2 separate regions of the Danio rerio genome follow, and region 1 is linked to region 2. Evidence: chromatin contacts called from public Micro-C data. All regions are on one chromosome and are shown on one strand. Each heading gives the region's core, a stretch centred on a gene start, on an enhancer-like site or on the middle of the called end of the contact. The rest is flanking DNA. Distances are from core to core; before and after follow the strand shown. Region 1 holds the start of ntrk2b (neurotrophic tyrosine kinase, receptor, type 2b). Region 2 holds the start of mast4 (microtubule associated serine/threonine kinase family member 4).

Evidence for each region. Hi-C and Micro-C count contacts between places; a contact is called where the count stands out from the background.
Region 1: a Micro-C map of caudal fin shows a contact between it and region 2, with 5 times the contacts expected there. The contact joins the promoter of ntrk2b here to the promoter of mast4 in region 2. A contact is called at or near these places in 2 of 18 Hi-C or Micro-C datasets (caudal fin and hematopoietic stem cells) and 1 of 4 datasets of contacts at active chromatin or transcription factors (embryo).

What each region holds. Positions count from the first base shown.
Region 1 is chr5:60,951,835-60,957,956 of GRCz12tu, forward strand. ntrk2b (neurotrophic tyrosine kinase, receptor, type 2b) reads left to right here and starts at 4,202. Exons shown (of 18, transcript NM_001197161.2): 1 at 4,202-4,558. The coding sequence starts at 4,365. The region is part of intron 1 of LOC141385623; the gene reads left to right. It overlaps hnrpkl (heterogeneous nuclear ribonucleoprotein K, like), which reads right to left and starts at 2,752. Exons shown (of 16, transcript NM_212991.3): 1 at 2,691-2,752; 2 at 853-963. The coding sequence starts at 913.
Region 2 is chr5:60,423,035-60,429,756 of GRCz12tu, forward strand. mast4 (microtubule associated serine/threonine kinase family member 4) reads right to left here and starts at 5,363. Exons shown (of 29, transcript XM_073951462.1): 1 at 4,891-5,363. The coding sequence starts at 5,148. The region is part of intron 1 of LOC100535993 (leukemia inhibitory factor receptor); the gene reads left to right.

The sequences.
Region 1 (6,122 bases), core at 2,952-5,451, 530 kb after region 2:
AACTATTTAATGAAATTACAAATAAATTATGTTAAATTAATTATTTATATAAGTGTAATTAAAACAAATAAACAATAAACAAATACACATAGTGAGAAATAACAGAAACACATGCTGCACAGACTTCTTGTTTGATACAGCTTGGGTTATGCTTTCTTGGTGCTGATGTTCCAGGGACAAATTGCCTTAAACTTTTAACATGTCTTTTAACAGCAAATCCACTTCATCAGTGGATTTGCTACAGAAGACATTAAGCATAAGCCACTAGGCCAAATGCTAAAAATCTATTTGCACGCATGACAGCGTATTTTTTTATCCAAAAATCATACTTCCCTATTCCCACTTCTCATGGTTGAACAAGCAAGAGTGCACAAAAGGTGAGAGCAAGAGCAAGCCAATCAATGGCAACGATTGCAATACTAATCTATTGGTGCAAACACTCCCCTCAGTGTAACACTTGAGTATTTATGGTCTGCCCAGGTGAGATGAAGTGTAAGGAGGTAATACAGTGGTAGTCCCACACATTTATAGTTGGTTTGTACAAATGATGGTCTCCATTTTAAAGTTTCAGGCAAGCATTGTTTTCATTGATTTCTCAAAATATCTGTGTCAATCAATTAGAAACATTTTTAATGTGTTAGAAAAAAATTTTTAAAAGAAAATTTCACCAAAGTTATGAAAAGCAAACCTTGTCAATTTTGCTGCCCACTCCTAATGCCAAAAATTGATCGGTGTGACTCATGATTCTTTAATAGAGACTTTTAATAAAATGATTACATGATAAATACATCTAAAACAAAGACTACAGAAAATTATGCATGGGCACTATTGCACTCTATTCTGATGCATTACCGTTAGTGTCAGTGTTACTGAAAGTGGTATCTTCGTCCTGCTGCTCAATTTCTGTCTCCATTGTCTTCAGCCAGCCGTGAAACTGGAATAGGCTGTCCTCGACGAGTAACTCTAAGAGACAAACTCTCAGGAGTTAAAACAGATTAAATTTTCAAAAACATCCTTAAAATAATAATTAGGCTACATTTTTCTGGGTCTTAAAGTAAATGACATTATGTTATTGATTCAAATAATGTAAAAGGACTAATTTAATAATAGTTTCCTGTTGCCCAAAATCCAAAAGTCTGCTGCTTTTTTAAATGACTCTAAGCTTACATCAAACAAGGCCTTATATATTTCTCAAAACCTCTAATGACCAGATAATTTACAACTGGTTTAATCAGGTAGCAGTGAAACACTGTTATCAGGACTGTGTAATATGAAAATAAATTAATATTATATGTTAAAAAGTAATTAAAAAGTCAATATAATCATTTGAGATATCAATGAAAAACAAAAACATCATATATCATATTTCATATTACAATTAAATAATGTGTAGCCTTCTAGCATTAAATACTAAAATACTAATATTAACAAGTGAGAATTTGTGCTTTTGACAGCAACAACAAGCAATATAAGATGTTTTTTTCTCCTTTGCCAACCACGGATATTTTGTCACTCTAGCTATAAATGATTACATAGTTATTTCATGAATAATTATAACTATTAATATTATTTCTCAAGACATGATGGTCATACAATTGAAACCACAGAAACAACTTTTTACAACCGAGTTATTTCCGGTTTTAAACTAAATCTCATGGATCTACATTTTTATCCTGTTCAGTTCCGAAGCATGTCATTTCTCAGCAAGACTGTGCCAATACCACGATGCAATGATGACAATGCTATGATGCAGAGTTCGACTATTTTCCGGCGGTAGTTTCATAGTACTTTTCACAGTGAAACGTTATGTCGAAAATATTTGATAAAATATCTTAGTAATTTTTCGCGAACATGAGCGTTCTTGTCTGAATAAAATACAATATTGAAATGCTACGCGTGCGATTATTTATAAAGAAAATACTAAATACTAAAAAACGCAACAACAATATGAATTTAATATTAAACGCGTCGTTTGGTCATCAAGTCCCTTTTTAACATTAAACCTCGAATATGCTTATTTTAATTACTAAAAACGACGTCTCGTTAAGTAACACTTACACGGGTTTATAGTATAAGGACTGATTTAGGGCTGTGTCAAGGCCCAATGCTACAAAATGGTGCGCAAGTAGCATTTAGCCTGCTAGCCATACAGTTACAGTTAACGTAACCATTACGGCATTAGCGTTCACTTATGAACAAAATTGCTATATTTACGGAACTTTACAAGAGGAACACATGCAAAGATTGTGCACTATAACTGAACAATCTTTTGTACAATATACCTAAACGTTTTTTTTTTTTTGCGGTTGCGATATGTGTGCACAAAATGGCTTGTTTTGCCAACTTCATTCTTATTGCGAGTAAAATCACACCACAGAATTCGGTTGGTTCAAATAACTTTTATTTATTTATTTGTAAACCGATTGTTTTCGTATACAGCACTGTACTTTGGCAAGACAGTAGGGAAAGTGGTTGTCATTGACTGTTGCGTCTGATCAGCAGGAAACTCTCCATTTTGAGAAGTGCTTAGCACTAGCTAAGTACTAGCTGGCTAATTTACACCACGGTAACGCATTTAATCTGGTGTAACTAACGATCGACATTTCTGTGATTTAATACTACATGATATAACTTTAATATTGCAAACGAAAGTGTCTTTGTAGTAACAAGAATCAAAATATATTACTAACCTGCAGGCAGCCCTTCCGTCACACCAATTTTCACCCGAAAATTCTACGCCTTCTGTCTTGATTTCATTGTAGGGTTCGGTGCATTTCTTACCTACGCGATTGGCTACTCCTACCGCAAACGCGCAGCTCTATTGGTTTAAAAGATTGTCGATATAAATTCTAAGAATCTAATTGGGCTAAGGGACTGTCAGTTATTCAATGTTAGCCCGCCCCTAAAGCGTTCGCTTACATTATAGGTTATCGTCATAGCAACTGAGAAGCGCTCTTGTCTCGTTATCCTGAGTTAACAGCTTGTCACCGCATAGTCATCTGCAATAAATTAAGAGACGGTTTTATCACTATTTGAAGTTAACGATTAACAACTGATACAGGACTTCTCACGTCGGTCTTTTACATCTGACAGGGTTGGTTGCGTTAGGTCTAATGTAACGTTTATGTAAAAAAAAACTGTCAATCTGCATTAACGTTACGTTGTTAGACAACAACATCGTTTTAATTATCGTTATTTAATACTACTGCATCTTTTGCGATTAAAATCTGATGGGAACTTCATCTTTTGTGTTAAGAGGCAACATCAAGTAGTTAAATCTGTGAAATATGTTGCATAATCGAATGCATATGTCGCCCTCTCCTGGTTGAAATATAACAGTTCGGCTCATTTTGGCTTGTGTTGTAGTAATTCCATAAATTAATGCCCCTCTGTGTAAGCATTTGAAATAAACATAAAAGCTTTATATAGATGGAACTCTTTGCTCTAAATAGGCTAGGGACTTACCAGGAATACCAGCATTGCAGTCAATTGTTAAATTTAAAAGCGTAGTTTGATCAATTTTATCTACATATTGTTCATGTCATTTCGTCTCCATTACACTGTGACTGGAATGCTAGACTGAAAAAAATCCTTGCATTTTGTTTAGAATTAGTTTTTTTTTAGATGCAGCCCATCTTGTGCGTCAAATAGCACGTCACACTCCAGTAATGGCTATTCATGAAGTTGTGGTGTTGTTGAAAAGAGCAAGATGGAAATGCAACACAGCCAGCTGAGATTGTAATAAACATAATAATAGGTAATGAAATATTAAGTAAATTGAATAAAAAAAACTGCCTTCTCCAGACAATTCCAAACCCCTCCATCTCTGTCATAAACACAAATCTCCAACAACAATAAAAAAAAAATCGGCCCCATGACAACACAGGTGATCGATTGTCGCCGATTTGGCATTGCTGAGAGCATCTTTAACGTTCCCCTCCACATGTAATTACAGCGATGGCTGAGGGAGATGCGGTCGGTAATCAATAGGCGCTTGCAGGTACGCGCTGCTGCCTCTTCACACGCGCGCGCACACGCACACTGTCTCGCTTGTTTTCTTCCCCAGCGCTGGATGTGAGACGTCAGCGTCACCACCGCAGCCCGTAGACACACACAGCCTGCGGCCACACGGTTTGCCACCGCGTCTGGAACAAGCAAATCCTGGACAGCGCACCGTATCACCACGCGGACATTTCCCCGTCGCGGTATCACCTTTTCGCGGAGACCAGATAAGGCCACTCCATGACAGTCTGGCGTCGCGCACAACGTCTTTGCGCATCCCACAGCAGCGGCGTCTCATCTCGGAATTGCTGAAAATACTACAAGACACTACACAACGCCGAACGCACCGCGCTAGACCTGCTATGACCGCAGGGGTTCGTGGAATGGCTTGCTGGGGGTTGTGTGGGTTTTTATTCGGGCTGCTGAGGATCAGCTCGGCTTGTCCTGTGTCGTGCTTTTGCAATGCCTCAAGGATCTCGTGTATCGATCAAGAACCAGGGATCGAGGATTTCCCTGTCTTGATGCCGGAGTCTGACATGGAGAACATCACGGATATGTAAGTGGAGCGCTTTAGTGAGAAATACACCGGGAGACCTGCTCCAGCTTCACGGATGCGTGAAAAAACATGCGCGCGTGTGTGTGTGTGTGTTTGTGAGCGTGTGCGCGCGAGGAGTGTGTGGGTAGATTCCTCAATCCGTCGAGGGCCAAAATAAGTTAGTGCACTGCTATTCTATGACATCCACAACAAGCCACCGATGTGGATATTTCTGGAGTTTGTAGTCATTTTTTGGCCGTACAATTGCATATAAGCTCCTCATATCAAACAAGACCAGCATGACAAGCAACAGACATCATGTGTCGTGTCTGTGCGCGAAAGAGGATGATAGCGGTTGTAAGGGGTGGGGGCGACGGTAAATAAGCAAGAAGTTGACTTGATTGCATATCCAAAGGGTCTTTTTATAATGATGGTCATTTGAAGAATAATTTATTGCGGCTGCTGCTGACTCACCTCGGCTGACTTTCTGTACCAGAACAGGGGGAGCGGAAAAATAGACCCTATCGACTTACACTAAAATTTATAAACTGACCGCATAACGAAATTAGATGCAGATCGGTGTAGATTTAGCGTCCGCTTAATGGAGCTTTATCAGTGCTGATCTGATCTGCTTCAGTGTCTGCATTAGGCAGCAGCACTGACAGACTAGCCGACTTGAGAGACCGTCAAATGGTTTGGGGCTTGAGGGGGGTGGGGGGTGCTTTTAGGCCTGCCGTAAAGGATGCGCTAATAAACAGCTGTTATTTCATTATGGAATTAAGTTTTACTCGTGTATTATTGCATGAGTATGCTAGTCAGGGAGTAGGTTAGCCTAACGTGTCCGCAGAGCAATAGGCATCGGCGCCTACGCAAATATGTCACTCCGTTTCCACGACAACGGCTCACCGGACTCACTCCAGGCATGTGCGCGCTGTAGTGAAATCATGGCTTTTTCACGCTAACCTTCATTAACGTGTTCATATGGTGACGGGTTGATAAAGGAATGTCAAATTACGTGCGTCTGCTTCTCTCTGAAGACTAGTCCTTAATCATATTGAGTGATATTTAAAATTTTGCTCTATTTCGTCTGTTAGAGCTCACTGAAATCACTATTATTCAAATATTTTATTGCACGTATTTCAATATTTATTTCTCTATACATATTTTAATACCATGCTAGGCCGATTCTACTATTATATTAACTTGATTGAGTTTGTATTCTGGTTTAATTCAACAATTTAATCCTCAAATGTAGCTACCATGTTAATAAAAAATCCCAAAATACCATCAACATCGAGGATCATTAATATTATTATGGAAGAAAAAGCTTATATTAAAAAAGGATGCTGTTACTCATAAAGGTTCAGCATTGCTTTAGAGGTTTCATTGATATTTTTTCCTTCCACAATATGTTCTTTGAGGAAAATGTTCAGTAAATAAAATAAACGATTAATTAAATGACTGTTTAATTAAAGGTTGAAATGGCCTCTTATGACATTACTGCAAAACCCCTCTTTTAATTGTTCCGAGTGGCAATAAAGACTTAACATTTATTTTTTTCTATTACAATTACTGAACTTTTTAT
Region 2 (6,722 bases), core at 4,113-6,612:
ATATTTATAATAATATGTTGAATTTGGGGCAACAAGGTGACACATCAGGATGCATGATCGCCTCACAGCAAGAATTTCTTTGTGGAGTTTGCATGTTTTCATTATGTTTACGTGGGTTTCCTTCACTCCGGTTTCCCCAAGTGCAAAGAAATGCAAGTATAAACTAAATTGGCCGTAGTGTATGTGCATGAATGAGTGTCTATGGATGTTTCTAGGTATTGGGTTGAAACATATGCTGGATAAGTTGGCGGTTCATTCGGCTGTGGTGACCTCTGATTAATAAAGGGATTAAGCCAAAGGTATTAATTCGATTTTTTTTAAAGTAACGCAATAGTTACTTTCCCTTGTAATTAATTACTTTTATAATCATGCAATTCAGTGACTAACTTAGTTACTATTTGTTAGAAGTAACTAGTAACTACAACTAATTACCCTTTTAATGGAATTAGTCCAACACTGAAAACAACAAAAAGAAAAAGGAAAAAAGTTAAAAAGAAAAACATGCTGCATGTAAATGTAGGCATGCATCTGCTATTTGTGCTTGAATATATTTTTAGGACCAAATAGATGACTGTTGTTATTGTTTTTTATGGAAACCTTGTTTTCATCACAGCAAGTGGTGATGGTGCCATGGGAGTGTACAATATGCACATAATGGTTCTAATAATGAAACTCTAAATTATAGGTCTCAAACTCAATTCCAGGAAAACCGCAGCACTGCACAGTTTAGCTCCAATCCTAATCAAACACAGCTAATTCAACTAATCAAGGTGTTCAAAATTACTAGCGTCTAGTCTTGAACACCTTAATTAGGCTGCATTTACAGTGCAAATCTTATTGGTTGATTCCGATTTTGTGACTATATCAGATTTTTTTGATGACCTGCTTACATTATCTTTTAAAAGTGACCGCTTGTAACTGACTGTCTGCATTTACACGGCACAAGGCAAAAGGCGTAATGAGCAAGGAAAAATAAAATATAAAAAATAAGAGCGGGTGCTGACAGCTGATAATAAAAGAGCGCTCTTTTCTCCATTACGGTTTGCGGGGGTGGGGGGTGTTTTCTGTTTTTTGTTTGTTTTTTCATTTTTGTTTTGACAAGTTTGTTTTAATGTAGTTTATGCCAGAAAAGTTCTCATTTGTCAATATACTTCTATTTGAGGCTTTTTTGAACCAGTATTAGCGTGGGCAATGTAGGCAATAGTTTTATATCATGTTATATTGTTTACATGGCAGATGTTGTGCTCGCTCTCTTGTTAACATGCTTAGATACTTGTGCTACATGACAATATAAAAGCTTTTTTAGTGCTCGTGTATGAGATTTAAGGTTTGGGACTGTGCTGAAGTCTGTTCTAAAATAAAGGTGTCAGACTTGACATCATTCACTACAATTTTAATGAAGTGCGACTCACTTTGACAGGTGAAAACCTTATCTACCTCCTTGCACTGCAGACACGAGATACGATTTGAGTTTAGTCCCTTTATTAATCAGGGATCACCAGAGCGAAATAAACCACCAACTTATCCAGCATATATTTTAAGCAGTGGATTCCTATCTAGCTGCAACCCATCACTGGGAAACACTTACACACAGACGCGATTTATATTGGATAAATCTCCACACATGAACAAGGCCTGAATCTGTACACCTACATGGGCCATATATGATGTGTGCCACATGGGAGAAAAAAAACAAAACAAAAAAAACGAATTGGGTCAATTGAACCATGCAGTGTAAATGCAGCCTTAGTTGGATGACCTTGACAAGTTGCATCAGTTGTGTTTAAATAGGGTTGGAGCAAAACTGTGCAGAGCTACGGCCCTGCGGGAATTAAGTTTGAGACCTATGCTCTAAATGTTACTCCAAGCACTTTACATGAAATGTTAAAGTTCAATGTTTTTGTTAGAACTGACTTAAAGGTCCAGTAGGTGATCTGCCAAAATACTAGCTGGTTAGCATAATATCTTTCAAACACAGTCCCTCCCCTACCATCCAAAGCCACGCCTCCTGAAACATGAACATGCACCTTAAAGATGATAACAGACAACTCACTAGATCATGTCATTAGTTAAAACACTTTATAGTACTTTATAATACTACAATTCCCAATGTTCCCATTGTTTTTTTGTTTTTTTTTTTGTACACACATTTTCAGTTGTGTACAATGTGCAGCAAGCAAAATTTGTCATAATATGCGATATTTCATGTATGCGAGGATTACTGGTCTCACTACCTCACACTCTCTCATGCACTTTGTCCTATAGCGGCTACTGTATGCTTAGTGCTTGGCCAGTGGGGTGCAGGAATTACACTTATATCTAAGCCATACTTGCATGCTATTTCAGACAGACTATTCAGAGTAGCACGATAAACAATATAGGGACCATGTTACAGGTTGTCATTGTTTAAAACTGAACCAATGTAAATATAAAAGCAACTTCACCTCAGTAAAGCAGGCTAGGCGGAATAGCACTATTTACTTATGTTTTGTTGTTAAATACAATTAAAAATAGCCACAATCTTTCGCCGGAGGATTTCAGTGGTTGAACAACACTTCCGTGCATATAACCCATTCGCAAAACAACAAAATCTACATAAGTCCCTTTATACTATTTATATAGCATTTCTTTTTTTAATTTTTGCATAAGCTTCGCATGACTAAAAGAGTTTTAAAACATAACATTTCCTGTCTAAAAGAAATACTTCAGCCATGGTGTCGTCTTTCCTCCAGCGTACAAAAGCAACTCCAAAATTGATTCAGGATTTTAAAGTTTGGATTGAGCATTTTGTTTTTACCAGTCACTCTCTTTCTCTCGTGCACATGAACGTGCGTGCACGTGCAAATGGCAGATCAGCATGAATAGCTGTGCAGATCTATATTTGTTGACAGACAGTTTGGGCCACTTATCGAATTTATCGGAGCTGTCAGCCTGACCAATTTTAATTGGATGAACATTTTTTAGTCTTTTGCCTTACCCAGAATATGGAAATACGAAAAAATACAATATAATCATTTACTTTATTCATTACTATTGGAATATGAAGAGACTTTCAACCAGCACAACAAAAAAATTCCTTAAGACGATCACCTACTGCACCATGTTTTTTGTTTGATTAATCAGCGAATATATAAAACTATGGCTTGCAGTATCCTTTACCAAATATATATATAATTCTACTTTGCAAAAACAAATTATGCTTAACCCATCTACTTCGATGCACGAAGTGCTGCTGGCTACCACATTAGTATATGCAGATCAGGCTCTAATGTTTTCTCACAAGAAGAAGGTTGTATAAATATGCAGCAGTTGGAATCTCTTCATGTAAACAGAAGTGTGGGAAGATAAGCTGCACTGTTTTTCAGAAGTCATTCTTCAGCACTTTAACACTAATAACACTGGCAAAAAGGTTGATCAGTCTGTGTTTCTCAAATGACTCATCCTTACTACCTGACCTGACGGTAAGTAAACATGTGATGACATGGCTTTGTGAATGACAACCATCTCGGGTATCTCATTGGTGTGACAAAGCCAAGTAATCCTCAGGCAAGCCAATTAGATGTCACTCCCGGTGAAAAAGATTAGCATATTAGAAACGCTGGACAAACCAGTCTAGAAGTACATGACAAAAGCTAACCTACTTTTCAAGTCAGACTAGGCAAACAAAGGTCACAGAATCTCTATTTTAATTTAAGAATCTATTATTTGAAACAGGCAAAGGGATCTTTTATGCTATTTGCAAACCAAATACTACATGTTCAACTGAATGAAACTGAAAACAAATTAATCAGCAAAAGAAAAACATCACACATGGACCTACGAATGACAGCTGAGGGAAAAAGCCAAATGTTAGAAACTCCCCTAAAGTGTCAATGAGATGTGCAATATTGCAGACACAAACAATATAAGCTTAACATTAAATTCACAACCCACTTTGGGGAATATTTCAGCATGAAAAAAGATAAACAACAAGAAAGGAGGTTACAGAATTGGTTGTGAAAAGAGGTAAAGTTGTTTTTATATTTGCACATTTGTTAATTTTTGAACAGTGACAACATGTGACACAGTGCTTATATTGTACTTTGAATATTCAGGCTGAAATTGCATGCAAGTATGACTTCAAAACAACATTAGCACTATTAAACTGACTGTGATCAATGTTGTACTTTGATCGCTATTGGCTGCTAATATGATTTCCCCCTTTAGAATTTGTAAAGAACACTCGAATTAAATTATATTTTTTTAAGGAGAAATCTGAAAGTACAAATATAAAGCCAACTTTACCTCTATGAAAAATCAATGGATGGATAGCAAGCCAAGAACGTCTATCCAGCTGCAAATCAATTTTTAATATTGTATAACTACCATTCTTATATCTATACCAAAATAATTTACAGTTCATCATTCACAATAAAACCAGATAGTAAACTAGTTTGTGTTGATGTTGATTTTAAGGGTATGCATGATATTAGATTGATTCATGCAACCACGAAATTAATTCTATAAATCAAACCATCTTCGCATTGGATAGCCTGGTGTAAATAATCAAGCAATAAAGTGTCAGTTTGCTCATTTTTAACTCATAAACTCTTGGATAACTTCAGAGTTGTAAATCCACATCTAATTAAATAAACAGATAACGTTATTTAGATAAAAGGTCTAATAAGTAAACTCTGATATGACTATCTGTCAGTCATGCATGTGTATTTATCTTTGTATATTTGTCAAACAGTTATGTTAAAACAGGTGAATAGAGCACCAATCATAATTCAGCGTGTGAATAATAACAATAGCTCAAACAACACACCTGCAGTCACAGTGAAGATCAAACATACAGCAACTGAATCCCTCTGTAGTGTTTAGTGATATTATAATCAAAAGATACTTTACCATTTCGTCCTCGTCCCCGTCATTTTCTCCTTCATCGTGACCACCCTGATTTATCGCTTTTATCTCGGCGCTGCATTCATCAGAATCAGTTCCTTTCATTTTTTCGTCAAGACCTACAAAATCTGAGGAGTGAGTAAATTCCTCAAAGCGTAATTCGGACTCATAGTGGTCTGCTCGCGTCTCGCCTTCTGACAGCGTGTCGGAGCCTGATGAATCTTCTCCGCCGCCTCCAAATGTTTTTGACTGCTCACTCTCCATTGCCCTGAAACATCAAGTTAATTGTCTAAAACTAATCACATGCTGAAGGACAGCTGATCTGAGCTCCAGCTGAGCGCCGGAAAGATCTCGCCTCACTGTACCGCTGTGATTACAACTGACTTTAATGTTTACGTCATAACATACAGGCATTTAAAGTGAAGTTTGTAGCGCAGCACTAAAGCGCGTCCTGCTCAACGCATCGCTGCAGTGTCTTTAACTTATAAACCTGCTCTCATTGGACATCCAAACTCCGCCTATCGGCCAATGAGAAAAGAGCGCGCTGGACAAGATTTCAACGGCGCACTCTTAACCCTTGAGACCTCAGAAAGCAAAGCATGTCCAAACATATGCTCCAAACATTTCATTAGACACCGACGAGTGTAGAGAAATTAAAATGACTGACCATGAAGTCGCATGAGTTTACTCCGGGTGCTCTGGTTTCCCTTACAGACCAAAGACATGTACAGGTGAATTGGGTAAGCTAAATTTTCCATAGTGTATGAGTGTGTGTGGATGTTTCCCAGAGATGGGTTGCGGCTGGAAGGGCGTCTGCTGCGTAAAAACGTGCGGGATAAGTTGGCGGTTAATTCCGCTGTGGCGACCCCGGATTAATAAAGGGTCTCAGCCGACAGGAAAATGAATGAATGATATTTGACTTACAGTTTTTATATTTACAATTATTAATAACCTATACATTAAAACACACATTACAGGCCTAGATAAAAAACACTTATAGAAAAATAAAAAAACAAGGCAAATAAGCAAACAAATAAATAACCTGGGGTTAAAATAATATAAAAAAACTATATTAATAATTTATAACTAAAATAATTCATACAAAAATTTGATTAAATATAAATAAAATTAATTTTTGTAGATGTTATCCGCTAGAATAAAAAGAGTTTTTAGTTTTTTAAAAGCCATTTTAAGGAAACAATTATTTGCCCCTTTAAGCTATATATATATATATTTTTTTTTTTTCGATAGAACAAACCATCCTTATACAATGACTTGCCTAATTACCCTATCCTGTCTAGATAACCTAATAAACCTAGTTAAGCCTTTAAATTTCATTGAAGCTGTATAATCTTAAGAATAATCTAGTCAAATATTATTTAATGTCATCATGGCAAAGATAAAATAGATCAGTGATTATAAATGAGTTATAGTAATAATTCTCTTTATATGTAATTGCTTTTTGCAAGGTTTTTTTCAAGTTTTGCAAACATTGCATGTCGTAGATTTTCTGTGTGTATTACACATTACACCATATTTTGGTATGTGGTTTATAAATAGCTTGTGCCCTGCAGTTGATTGCTGTTGTAAAATCTCAATAGCAAACCTCAAAAACATCTCAGATTATAGATCTCCACAGCACTGAAAAAACAAGTCTATTATAGGAGGGCAAATGAAACCCCCACATACGCGTTTAACATCAATAGCATGCACAATACACATTAAGTTATTTGGATTCACAAATAAAATATGAAAATATTGCAAAATCTTTTTAAACATTAAAAAAAAAGTAAAATGAGGTATTACATAAAAAACATACATCAAATAAATCTGCCAAC